Regions from separate parts of the Danio rerio genome. Here region 2 is linked to region 1. The links are chromatin contacts, called in public HiChIP or PLAC-seq maps. All regions are on one chromosome and are shown on one strand. Each heading gives the region's core, a stretch centred on a gene start, on an enhancer-like site or on the middle of the called end of the contact. The rest is flanking DNA. Distances are from core to core; before and after follow the strand shown.

Region 1 (3,692 bases), core at 1,007-3,506:
ATCAAGTTGCTCATTAGGGTCAATTTCTCGAACAAGGTCCTGCAGCTTCTTCTTACTGAGCACCTGTAGGGAGGACAATAAAAATACATAAATGTCAATATATTTTTAAATTGGCTTAAAAAAGTCTATTTTCACATATAGGTCTATCGCAAATATTGATTATTTGTCTGATCTTTGTTATTTGATCTACTTTCAGGTGTTGAAAACAGGTTTTTTTTTTTTAAATGAGGGAAATTAAGTGCATAAACAAATTAACATGCTTAATATACATTTTACCTGTAAATGACAGCTTGTTTTATTTCTGTGAAGACCAAACTAACAGAGAACCAAAGATCTTCTTTCCCACATATATTGTTATATTATAATATCATATAACATTATGATTGCTTGGTTTTATATGATTTTTTATTTTAATATAAAACGGACCAAGACTCAAAATTTTAACTAAAAAAATACAATTTGAATCTTAACATTTACCACACATTAATATAATTTAAATATAAATATAATTAAAATGGAATTTAAATTTAATTCTAATTTTTATATTATTTTCCATAGTTTTAAAGCCATACTGGCCTATATTTAATCATGTTTCAAAGCAAAATAAAAAGTATATATGTATATAAATAAATAAAATTATTCTAAACTGTTAAAAATCTAAATATTTTTAAAATTATTTGCTTGATTAGTAATCATCAACACAAAATTTTCAATCATGATAGGTATACTGCTACATCCAAAGCTACGGAAGAGTAGAAGTGCAAATCATGATAGATTGAATGAAGCAAAAATGTTTTGACAAAAATAGTCAAACAAATAGTTTTTAAAAACATTTTATTTAACGTTACACAGTTTATTATAGTTGCTACTTTTTATTTTGCTTTGAGACAAGGTTAAATAAGCCAATATGATTTTACATTAATAATGGGGAAAAATGTTATATTTAAAAATTAAATTTATATTCAATTTAAATTGTTATTAATTTTAAACTATATTAATGTAGTTAAATGTTAAGATTTAAATTAGATACTGTTTTGTTTCATTTTTTAATCTAGGTTCTTTTTACATATATAATATAATATAATATAATATAATATAAGTTTTAAAGAAGAGCTTCGACTGTGTATTTGCTTTCTTCTCTAGGTTTCCGCAGAAATGAAATAAATGATCATTTAGAGGAAGGAATGTTTTTATGCATGTTCGTGTGAAAGTAAAAGTTGGTTCGCACATTCAAACTTTCTCAATAATATAATTTCAGAAAAGTATTCTTTGCAAATTCTAATAGTAGAAATCTTATTAGTAGCCAATGACTATCAAAGTACAACATTGTTCACAGTCAATTAAATAGTGCTAATATTCTTTTGTAGTCATACTTTGATGCAAGTACAGACTGAATATTCGTAGTAAACAATATAGGGACCGTCTTACTGAACAAATATCCGAAAATAAAACCAACGTTACCTCAGTCTTATAATAGCTGTACAGTCTGACCCACCTGAGGTCCTTCTGGGCTCAGTCTGCCTGCTGGTCCGGGGGTGCCGGGCAGTTTCCCCGGAGCGACCGTGCTGTTGGCCATGCTGCTGGACAGCGGCGGTGTTGAAGAGGCTTCTGCTTTCACAACCGTGTAGAAATTCGAGCGACTGGTCTGTGCTGGATACTGGGTCATACTATGCTAATCAAGAGATGTCAAATGTCACAAGCCTCTTCAGAACTAGTGGGAGTTTTAAATCAGCTGCAGAAAAAAGATATTAAGAGTTCAACTGAGTTTAATCAATGCATAAATACATTAAGGATATTAAACGGCTGTTTTAAGTAAGTTATATCAACGAAGTGAAGAACTTTTAGCTCGATAGAAATAAACATCACCGAACTGTCATTTGCTGTATATGCTAGCGTTAGCCTTTTTGCTTCGCCAGTGTGTTATGACATAATTCACTTAAACTAATTGATAATGTAAGTGTTATGCTGATATTAATGTGATATAATGCAAATTACCAAATAAGTATGGTTTTTAGTCTGAATTTCTTCATAGTTGTTGTTTTTAATCATCACACTGTAGCTTAACATATTAGCAGCTAACATTAGCGAGAAAAACATTCGTGCCAATACACGTCTCGCGATGCTTTCCTTTTGTTTGATGTAATTCCGTTTAATTGTTAATCGTTGCAGTACCTGATGCAAATAATTCTGTATTATCTTTCCATCTTCGACGTTTAAGGTCTGGAAATATGCACAAGCCCTTCCAAGTTGTTTTTCCTTCTACAAGCGCCTCTTCTGACGAACGGAGCTCAACCGAAGTATCGCGAGATCTCAAAAGTCTTACAAAATAAAAGCACAGAGAAGTTGATGAAGCCTTCTGGAAAATGATCTCTTCCAAATTGTTATTTTATTTGGTAAAGTAATAGTTATAAGTGGTAGAGTGCTCTCTCTCTATATATAAAAATCCCCTAGTTTGTAAAAACAATCAATTTACATATGTATTTGCATAGACAAGTTCAGTGAGCCATTTTAAACACAGCTCATTGTTATTAATGTCAACTCCTGATAAAACCATCCAAGTAATACTAGTTATGATACTCGAAATACAATAAATGTTAAATATTTCATAAAACTTTTAATATATAATATTTCAGCTAGTTCTGTATAATAAAAAATTACTTTAATATACAAATTAAAATTATTAAAACACATTATTTCTAAAATTTTAATTAATTAAATAAATTAAATTAAATGAAAATGTACAATGAATAACTATAAATTATCACTTCTATACCACTGTACACAACACACTTGTTCACATTTTAAAACCAACACATTAGCATTGTTATCCATTTATTTAAATTCATACATTCATATCATAAAACGTCATTCATGTGTTTTTATGATTAGGTGGGTTTTTCCTTTTTAAGAAAGCGATGGGAATTTGAATTCAGAGATTTCCGAGTCTGGTGAACTAGTGCCGCTTCGGTCACTGTATGCGTCTCTGAGAGAGAAAAGGAAAACAAGATAATAAGACAACTTACACAGTATACTGCATGTCTCCACTTTAAATTAATTTAGGATGATATGAGTTTAAGAAGCAACAAACCGAGGTGAGAGCCTGCATCCTTTCTGGAGGTAGTTTTGCAGTTTCCCAGACGCTGCCAGCAGAAGGCCGAAATACGGTGGTGAGGGTTTGATCGGGCGAGAAGTGAATTCTGGATGGTACTGCACTCCAACAAAATACGTGTGATCTGTTTGGACAGAAGAAATCAGTTGAAATGAGCACTGACTGACCGCTTTTTCAAATACTAGACGATCACTGACCTTCAAGTTCAATGATCTCCATCCGCTCCCCCTCTAGGTCCTGACCCACAAATCGAAAACCTCTATCCTCGAAGTGGTGCTTCAGTTCTGGATTCACCTGGAAAAAAATGCAAAGATTACTAACATGAATAAATAGAAAACAAAACATTTACGGTATTTTAGAGTAGATCTTTATTGCAAACCTCAAAGCGGTGTCGATGCCTTTCGTCCACGTATTCAGCATCTCCATACAGCTTTCCTACAACAATATAATTCAAATATTATCTATATGCACTTATTTAAATAGAATGTACATTTATATTTGTGACATATGATTTTAAGATTTTAAGTGGGTAGCGCTGTCGCCTCACAGCTAGAAAGTCGCTAGTTTAAGCCTTGGGTGAGTC
Region 2 (3,985 bases), core at 1,187-3,686, 170 kb after region 1:
AATCACTTCACTGAGCAACAGTCATGTCATAATAATACATCCATATCCCAGCACGGTCTGTCATGTTTTTGGGTCCCCTCGAAACATTTCCGTAGTGTTACGTGGATATTTGCAAGTGTTGTGACCAATTTGCTGCGTCTTGTTTCAGTTGTTTGTGTTATGACCAATTTGCAACATTTGTGCTGTCAAACTGATGAAGATTGTTTTTTTATTTGCTGGTGTTTTTTTGTAACTGCATGTGCTTTCTTAAATTGCAGCGCGTTTAACTCTCTCGGCCACCATACTATGATCTATGCATGGCAACAAAAAAAAAATCGGTGGACACGTAAAAAAGTACACACAACTACTTCTGACATGTGGTCAAACAGAATGTCGGAGCCTACCTGTGTTTGACGGCGTGCACACACATAACACACACACACACCCTATAGTCTCTTTATTGGTTTTGCCATAGGACTGTTCTAGAAAAAATTTGTTGCAGCTTTACTAGGTGATTTTTATTTTTTATTTATTTATTTTTATTTTTTATCGAATGTGTGTTTTAGAGACATGTTAGAGGGCTTTGATGAAGATCTAATTGTTATTTCCTTTAGAAATATGTTCCACTGTAAAACATCTGTGTGTTTTAAAAATTGTGATAAAAAATCGAAATCACATTATTGTTCAAAAATATCGTAATAGGTTTCTTTTGCGCATATCGCAAAGCCCTAGCTAATAATATTGTAAATAGTGTTCAATTTCTTAGACAGTCCAATGATTTCACTTCACAAGACCTTTGTATGTCACCAAGAGCCATAGGAATTGATTTGGACTGGTTTGTATGTGTTTATTTTTAATCTAAAAAACACATCCCATTTACTGCCACTCTATAAATTACCAGACCCTGGATTCAGCTAAATTTTCAACTGAAGAAATAAAGTCACCTATATCTTGGATGACTTAAAGGTGAGTAAATTAGCAGGAAATTTTCATTTTCGAGTGAACTATCCCTTTAGTGTAGTGGTGGAGGAATCAAGTATAACTTCTATATTTGGTCCATAATGAAGAGTTCCACTGTTGCATGATTCAACTCACCTGTTTAAAGTACTGAGCGGGAGCAGCGACTGCTCCAGTCTCTTTCAGGTACTTCTCCCAACTAAAATGACCTTAAAAATTAAGCAAACATGTCAGTATTAAATGTAGTGCATTAAAATCTAAACCTGAAGGATGAATATCAAAAATGACAAAAATGAAAATATTAAGAAATAAGTAGCCTATATCTAACCAGAGTGAGATTTAAATGCTGAATATATTTCTAATTAGGTTTCTGACTTAAAGCAGCGAATTTGCTACCTTGAAACTGTGAAGGCACACAAGGGGGGCGACCACTGCGAGGGTGCTTGATACGTTTGCCATCTTTCCACTCATTAGCTACCGGCAGAAGAAAACACTTGGTAATCATTTGCCACCTTTATAATTAAATCTTAACCACAAATCACAATATAAAATCTAATATTATTAATAATAAATGTAAAAAGGGACATTTCTGTACCTTATATAAGTATTTATTTATATGTATTTTTATTGTGCAGACTAGTTATTTTATATTAGTGTTATATATTTGATTATTTTTTATTTGATTAGACCTGAACCTGGAGTTCATACAAGACTGTTTAGCAATTAATCAGAACTTATCATAGTAACACAGTGACACTGTGCGCTATATTACTAATAAAGTACTAAAAGTCTGATATTTTCTACAAAACTATGCATTTGTAAATAATGTACTAACAATGTAATAAAAATCTTACCTTTCTGTGGTACCGGTTTCTTCATGATCCAGCTTTTTAACCTCTCTGCAATTAGAAAAACACAAAACTGTAATATCTGAAGGATTTTAATTTTCCCCATCAGTCTGTATTAACGTTGGATGGTTCAGTCTTTCCTGTATGTACTAGTCAGCTGTCACTATTTTCTCATAGTCAACATGCTGAACGGTTAACCATGAACCACTGGCAGCTATATTGCCCAAAGGACAATGAAATTGACATCGATAACAGAACTAGCCAAAAGGTATTTTTTTCTTACACAAACTGATTATTATTTTCCCATCTGTAATGACCTAATGGGTCGTTGGGTCAAACGCTAAACAAGCATCACTGACCCAAAAGGTCAATGTGAAGTGGTAAACAACAAGAGACATGTCTGGGCAGCGCTATTACTGAATTCATATGTAGCTGGATAATAACATAATAACAACAATACAATAAACACGGTAGCATCCCGTTTATCCACGCTCGTCGTTCTTCAACACAAGTTGATTTGCTCGCTCGCATCTGGTCATTTCAGCTTTTAAACACCCCTCCTTTATGGATAAGCACAGAATAAATCAATAAAACTATCTGTACGCGAAGAGATACCTCAAAAGATGGCTTCCTGTCTCCCGGTTTTCCAGTTCTCTGTTCAAAAGCAGGGCGCCTTTGAGCGCCAAACACACAGTCCCTCCCTCTCCATAAATGACAGCGACAGGATTTGAATCATCCAAAAGCTTCGAATCTTTTGAATCATTTTCCTGTAATGATTCACTCCAACAGCGCTCTTAAAAATGCTAAAGAAATGACTCGGTTCGTGGATATGAATGATTCGTTTGCTTAAAAGACTCGTTCACAAACCAAACACTACTACAACCCTCATTACACTGGGACGCTACACACGTCCAACTGGACAACTCAAACAGATCATTATTATTCATTCTTTCTGACATTTAAAATCATACCAAAGTTTTCGAAGATGCTTCATTTTCATTTCACTATAGAAAAGGATAACTTTTAAATAATATACGACATACAAAACAGCACACTCAGATTCATAACAAACATGCTTCTTTGCTACGTAGCGTCATGTCGTGTTTCGTAACGGACTTCATCATTGAATATTACGCTTCTTTGCGCTTGCCCACGATCACAATAAACAAAATTTAAAGTATACTTATTCGGGTAACACTGTAATTGTACAGCAATACGTCACCTCCAATGCGTATACAACAATATTTAGCTTAAATGCTAACACCTATAACACACTCTGAGTCACTTTTTGTGTTTTTTCTTAACGTTTTTAACAACTTTTAAAAAAGTGATGTAGTAGTTATCGCGGACGGTATGAAGGGGTGTGTTTACCTGGCGCGGGAAGGTTTTTGTGTGATTTCTCAAGTGTGAGGGTTAGTGTTTATCCGCCATGTTTTAGTGCGCGTGTAGTCTAGTGTGTGTGTCAGGAGCTGCGCGTGCAGAGGGGAGGGGCAGCACGCGACTGTGCGGGACGATTACACTATCAGATGGGTCAAGAAGACACTACCCAGATAGCAAAATACACTCGGGCCAGTTCCGGCCAGATTGTCGCCTGCCGGAGACTAACACCTCGGCCCAACTTCGGCTGCCGGACTCGGGCCGGATGCCTGTGGACTCACTGCCCGATTCCGGCCCGAATCAAGCGGGCCAGATGCGGCGGCCGTAAGCGAGCCGACGCTGCGCATCCGCGCCGGAATCGGCGCGAGGGTAATGTGCGCTGCGGCCCGGAGCTGGCGCGACTCCGTATTTATACACCTTATAAAACCTTTTGGTATTACATTGGTACTTGATATATGGTATTACAACCATTTGAATTTATATAACAGCAAACACAGGCTATAATGTAAACACAAAGTGTAAGCACTGTGTTTAACCTTTGAATAAAGTGCAAACTGCATACATATTCTGTAACGAAAATAATCAGACAAATGACAAAATAAATAAATGTTAAAGGTTTATTGATTGCATGAAAAAAATAGTACTAAAATTTTATAAATAATTTTGTAGTGCACAAGAATATCAATATAAAAACAACAATAAAACAACACAAAAAGACACACAGAAAGATTTAAACAAAAAAATCTAAAAATTACACACAAACACAGATGTTTTTTAAAACAACCCTGTTTTCCCAATAGACTTGAATTAAAAATTTGTAAAAA

What was found. HiChIP or PLAC-seq counts read pairs in DNA pulled down with a chosen protein or histone mark.
Region 2: a contact with region 1 is called in an H3K4me3 HiChIP or PLAC-seq map of gastrula embryo, with 4 times the contacts expected there. The contact joins the promoter of scmh1 here to the promoter of taf12 in region 1. A contact is called at or near these places in 3 of 4 datasets of contacts at active chromatin or transcription factors (caudal fin, embryo and gastrula embryo).

What each region holds. Positions count from the first base shown.
Region 1 is chr16:38,670,586-38,674,277 of GRCz12tu, forward strand. taf12 (TAF12 RNA polymerase II, TATA box binding protein (TBP)-associated factor) reads right to left here and starts at 2,257. Exons shown (of 6, transcript NM_198368.1): 1 at 2,173-2,257; 2 at 1,496-1,732; 3 at 1-63. The coding sequence starts at 1,666. ctps1b (CTP synthase 1b) reads right to left here. Exons shown (of 17, transcript NM_001111247.1): 14 at 3,489-3,544; 15 at 3,307-3,403; 16 at 3,089-3,233; 17 at 2,818-2,983. The coding sequence ends at 2,905.
Region 2 is chr16:38,842,053-38,846,037 of GRCz12tu, forward strand. It overlaps scmh1 (Scm polycomb group protein homolog 1), which reads right to left and starts at 2,437. Exons shown (of 4, transcript NM_001089484.1): 1 at 2,400-2,437; 2 at 1,791-1,835; 3 at 1,075-1,145. The coding sequence starts at 1,815.